2 separate regions of the Sus scrofa genome follow, and region 1 is linked to region 2. A link is a contact called in public HiChIP or PLAC-seq data. All regions are on one chromosome and are shown on one strand. Each heading gives the region's core, a stretch centred on a gene start, on an enhancer-like site or on the middle of the called end of the contact. The rest is flanking DNA. Distances are from core to core; before and after follow the strand shown. Region 1 overlaps STPG1 (O(6)-methylguanine-induced apoptosis 2). Region 2 has its middle 23 kb from the start of SRSF10.

What was found. HiChIP or PLAC-seq counts read pairs in DNA pulled down with a chosen protein or histone mark.
Region 1: an H3K27ac HiChIP or PLAC-seq map of alveolar macrophages shows a contact between it and region 2. The contact joins two enhancer-like sites. A contact is called at or near these places in 1 of 47 Hi-C or Micro-C datasets (epiblast stem cells) and 1 of 2 datasets of contacts at active chromatin or transcription factors (alveolar macrophages).

Annotation. Positions count from the first base shown.
Region 1 is chr6:82,078,315-82,081,014 of Sscrofa11.1, reverse strand. The region is part of intron 3 of STPG1 (O(6)-methylguanine-induced apoptosis 2); the gene reads left to right. Among named protein-coding and RNA genes, the nearest start is that of STPG1, 32 kb to the left of the region's middle. Within about 2 kb of position 1,329, at least 3 of the 83 cell types and tissues checked have an H3K27ac peak or open chromatin away from gene starts, as enhancers often do. A contact at or near this core is called in alveolar macrophages, where this site is marked.
Region 2 is chr6:81,762,887-81,765,586 of Sscrofa11.1, reverse strand. No RefSeq gene overlaps it. Among named protein-coding and RNA genes, the nearest start is that of SRSF10, 23 kb to the right of the region's middle. Within about 2 kb of position 1,271, at least 59 of the 83 cell types and tissues checked have an H3K27ac peak or open chromatin away from gene starts, as enhancers often do. A contact at or near this core is called in alveolar macrophages, where this site is marked.

The DNA of each region.
Region 1 (2,700 bases), core at 80-2,579, 320 kb before region 2:
TATTGGCCCTCCGGCCCCTTCTCTCCAAAGGCCTGTGGTTCTATTTAGGAGAGTAACCACCTCCTTAGCGTTCATGCAGGGAAACTGGAGCCCATGCCTTTCAGTAATTTTTTTCCACTGCTACACATTACCAGAGTGGGGAGCGAAGCTAGAAGAACATTCAAAATCCAATTTTGTCTTTAGGGAGCAGACCAGCAAATATCTTCCTGAGTGTTTCAGGCAAACCAGCAAAAAGTTATTATTATACATCTTGCCCTAATAGGATTTTTTACAAGGCTTAGTCTATGTGGGTTATTCATATTATTCAGAAATCGGATGCGACCAGAAAGAATGCAGGCGGCAGGCTGGGAATTTGGTGACATTCCTCTCTTCTTCATTTCTCTTCTTCGTAAGATGGGGGACTTTATCTTTGTGGAAGGCTCAAACCACCAAATAGCTAAACAAAGTGCTGATGTCTCTGACCAGATCTGGGCAAGGATAGTCTGATTGATTGATTGATTGATCTTTTTAAGGCCACACCCGTGGCACATGGAACTTCCCAGGCTAGGGGTCAAATTAGAGCCGTAGCCACCAGCCTACACCCCAGCCACAGCAATGCCAGATCCGAGCCTTGTCTGCAACCTACACTACAGTTCACACCACAGCTCATGGCAACACTGGATCCTTAACCCACTGAGCGAGGCCAGGGCTTGCACCTGTGTCCTCATGGATTCTAGTCAGATTCGTTTCAGCTGAGCCATGACGGGAACTGGGCAAGGATACTCTTTATTTGAACATTTCTCAGTTGGCAAGAAAAATAGATATGACAAGGAGAAAGGGTCAAAGCAGGTAGTGAGAGTAGCTGAGGTAGGAAAGTGAAAAAGAAAGCAAACCCACACTCCAGCATCAACAAGACACCTATGCCGTCTGTCCCTTTAAAAGTTATAATAATCTCTTGCAAAAAATGTATTATGATACCTGACATTGGAATTGATTTAAAAAAAAAAAAACAAAAAACCACACAACACAAAGAGACCATTTAAGACACACTGAATGCAGCCACTTATTGGAATTCAAGCTTGGCAGAATTGAGGACCCAGGGAGCAAACTAACTCTGGAGTTAACTCTTCTTTAGCAAAGACGTTGAGGCTGCACATGCCCCCAGTGAGTTCACAGAACAGCCAAGCCTCTGCCTCTTTCTTCTGCCCCAAACCCTGCAAGCAAAGAGACTCCAGAGCAACCGGGCAAAAGATGTGCCGTCTCACGATGGCCTGGTGCTGGAGACAAGACTTAAACCTAATCCCGACTCAGCTGTGGGTTCTTGATGTGACCTCAAGCACGTCACCCTCAGTGTCCCAATTGCCTCATAGAGCAGAGACGCCCCGGAGGCGCTGGGCAAGTTAACGTTGCAGGGAGTGAAATTCTCTTTGAAACTGCGGAGCATCGTAAACACGTTAGATGTTGTGATTGTTACCGCCTGAGTCACAAACAATACTTCCTGCAACACCTCGAGTTTTCTCCCTGAGAATGTCTTTGCCAAATGGTGGCACAGCCCATTCCTGCCTGGTGCCAAAGAAGGCACTGAATCAGAGCACACCATCAATTTCCCTGCTGGGCTTTACGGGCAGTAACTTTCCAGATGACGCAGCCCGGCCGTCTGGAGGAGAAGGGGCCCCAGGGAAGATCTGCACAGGACAGGATCTCATCAGACCTTTCAGGTCTTTAAAAAACTCAGACCCAACCCCAGAGAAGTCAGATGCAGAGCTGTTCAGGCTTCCTCTCCTGGCTGTGATGGATATGAGGGTTTGTATTTACATGGATAAACACACAAGTGCCTGCATCCTTGGGCAGGGCCCTTAAGTGGTTGGAGGAGCTCTGTCAGGACCTCCCCGCATCTTGCCTAGTTCCTTTCCGAACTGGACACAAATTTCATTCCTCCGCCCCTTCTTTTGGTGACTGTCATGTTCAGTGCCTCCTGGTTCCAGATTCCAAGACTCTGAAGGGATTAAAAGTAGTCCTCCTAAAAAAAAAAAAAAAAAAAAAAAAGTTCCCATCGTGGCTCAGTGGGTTAAGAACCCGACATAGTGTCCATGAGGATGCAGTTTTGATCCCTGCCCTCGCTCAGTGGGTTAAGGATCTGGCATTGCCGCAAGCTGCACTGTAGGTTGCAGATGTGGCTCAGATCCCATGTTGCTATGCTGTGGTCAGGCCTGAAGATGCAGCTCCGATTCCATCCCTCGCCTGGGAACTTCTATGTGCCTCCATAAAAAGCAAACAAATGAAAAGAAAGAAAAAGAAAGAAAAAAGAAATAGAAGCGGTCCTGCTCGTGGAGTTCCCTGGCGGCCTAGTGGTTAAGGATTCGGTCTTATCACTTCTGTGGCACGGGCTTGATCCCTGGCCTGAGAATGTCCATGGCCAGGAAAAAAAAAAAAAAAACAAAAAAACGCAGTCCTTGTCAGAGAAAGGTCTGCCTTATTGACACTGGTATGGTAGAAGGAGTGTGATGCTGGGGTGAGGCCGACCAAAACCCTCTGTGGGTCAATACGTTTTAGAAACTTCCTGATGACTCTTGGAACAATTGCACTCAATCTTTTGAGAGGACCTGTCATCAAAGTCCACATAATCTACTGTATTCCAAAGCTTTGCTCCAGAATTATTCACAGGGCCGACTAGGAAGTCAAACGAGGCAGGCTGGGGAGACTTCCACAGCCTTTCTGTAT
Region 2 (2,700 bases), core at 22-2,521:
CGAGTCCCAATATGGAGTCAGGTTTGCTCTCTGTCACAGCCCCTCCTTACCATGACACCAGCCATAAGAAGGAATAAGCAGGCAACCACACAGATGAATCTCAAAAACGTTGTGCTGAACAAAAGAAGACCACAAAAGGGCACATACTCCACGGTTCTATTTACAAAATCTTCTAGAAAAGGCAAAACAAAAGCATGGTGACAGACAGCAGATCAGCGGCTGCCTGGGGGAGTGGGGGTGGGGGGAATAAATGCAAAGCAACAGGAAGAAAGTTTGGGGGTTGGTGGGAAAGGTTTATATCTTAGTGGTCATTACTCAAGTGTATACATTGCCAAATCTCACCCAACTGTGCATTAAAATGGGTGTATTATATGCAAAATCCTCAGCAAAACTGAGCTTTTATTTTATTTTATTTTATTTATTTTGCTTTTTTAGGGCCGCAGCCATGGCATATGGAAGTTGCCCGACCAGGAGTCAAAGCTGAGCTGCAGCTTCCAGCGTATACCACAGTCACAGAAACACCAGATCCAAGCCACATCTGTGACCTACACCACAGCTCACAGCAACGCCGGATCCTTAACCCACTGCCCACATCCTCATGGCCACTAGTCAGGTTCGTTACAGCTAAGCTACGACCAGAACTCCCAAGTTGAGCTTTTGAAAAACTTCTGGGAGTTCCCACTGTGGCGCAACGGGATTGGCAGTGCCTCTGCAGCACCAGGAGGTAGGTTCGATCCCTTGGCGTGCCAATGGGTTAAAGGATCCAGCGTTGCCACAGCTGTGGCTTAGGTCACAAATGTGACTTGGATCTGATCCCTGGCTTGGGATCAGAACTCCATGTGCACTGGGCAGCCAAAAAAAACAAACAAACAAAAAAACCCAACAACTGTCTGTGTTTGCAGGGCTCTCAGAGGCAGGCTCTATTACACCTCAAATGCAACAACTGAAAGGAGTTATTCCAGTATCCCAAGGAAAAGCATCCCCAACCCCAAATTTGGGGGGGCCCCAGAGAATGCCCTCCACGCCCTCCAGAAATCTTTCGCACCCGGATTGTGTTTGTGCAAGTTGGGCTGATTGAAAGAGGTTTCCTAACTTAGTTCCCTCCTGCTGCAGCTGAGAGCAGGCCTGAACTATTTCAGGCCCAAGGGCAACATCCTTGAGAAGTTCTATCTGGAAGGAGTGGGAGCTCGCCATGGCAACCTGTCCCGGGCCCAGTCCTGGCCAGGCTCCAAGGCACACAAATAAAGCCTTTGGAATGCGGTGCAGGGCAAAGGGTGGGGAGGAGAGAAAGTTGCCAAGTTTCCATGAAAACCAATAATGTGAGGCCTCAGGCCCTGGGAGCTGTTGGGGGTTGGGGGGGGGGCGGGCAGAGACACAGAATCAGGAACGGCTCAGGGAAATATAACACATTCAGAGACAGACAGATCCCCACACGAGCGCGTACACACACACACACACACACACACACACACACACACACACACACACACACACACACACACACACTCTTGCCCTGCTTGGAGGAACGCTGCTTCTTCAAAAAGAGGCTTGATAAAATGAGAACCCTGGCTCTAGAGCCTGACAAACAGCCATTCCAGTGCCTGGTGACACGTCCCAGTAACCTCGGGGAAGATTCTGAACTGGTTATCCATTTAGCCCACTCCTTCCCTCCTCCCCCTGTTTGCCTCGAGGTCACCTTCTCCCTGAGACCTTTCCCTGTAACCTTACATCACATTGCAGCTTCCTCTGCCCTAAACTCCTGCTCTGCTTTATTTTTCTCCTGGCACTTAGCACCACCTGACTTGATATATTTTACTTACTCATCTCATTCGTTGTTGCCTTGTTAATATCAGTTCCACAAGGGCAAGGATTTTTGTCTGTCTGTCCCTGCTTTCTCTCCAGTGTCTAGAACAGTGCCTGGCACATACTAGGTACCCAAGAGACATTACGGAGCATGGGCTTCTCGGAACATCAGTTTTGTCGTTGGCAAAATGGCTATACTTCTACCCCCACAGGGTTGATGGGAGAGTTGGAGGAGTGGGCTTCAAGATGTGAATTAGGTGCCCAGCCCTTCCTGGGAGCACTAGTGAGACACACAGAGCCTTCATTTGGTGAGCTTAACAGTGAGAAGGCCCCTCATTACTGCACTTCTGCACTTTGGTCCACATTTAAGAACAGCTTTCCTGAGAGTTCTCTTATGGCTCAGCAGGTCAAGGATCCAGCACTGTCACTGCAGTGGTGTGAGTGGCTGCTGTAGCGTGGGTTGGATCCCTGGCCCAGGAACTTCCACATGCCATGGGCACAACCAAAAGAAAAACAAACAAACAAGAACAACTTTCCTGGATCTCTGCCTTGCCACTCTGACCCCTGAGTCCACGAACTTACCTGTGTCCTTGCTCTGCAAAAATCACCAGAAATTTTTTTTTTTTTTTTTAGGGCTGCACCTGTGGCATACGGAAGTTCCCAGGCTAGGGGCTGAAGCAGGGCTGCAGCTGCCAGCCTACACCACAGCCATAGCAATGCAGATCCGAGCTGCCCCTGCAACCTACACCACAGCTCACAGCAAGGCCAGGGATCGAACCTGCATCCTCATGAATACTAGTCGGGTTCTTTACCCGCTGAGCCACAACTCTGAAAATCACTAGATATTAAGGACAATGGAATCAGAGATTCGATCTGTGGAGAGCATTTTTCTCCTTC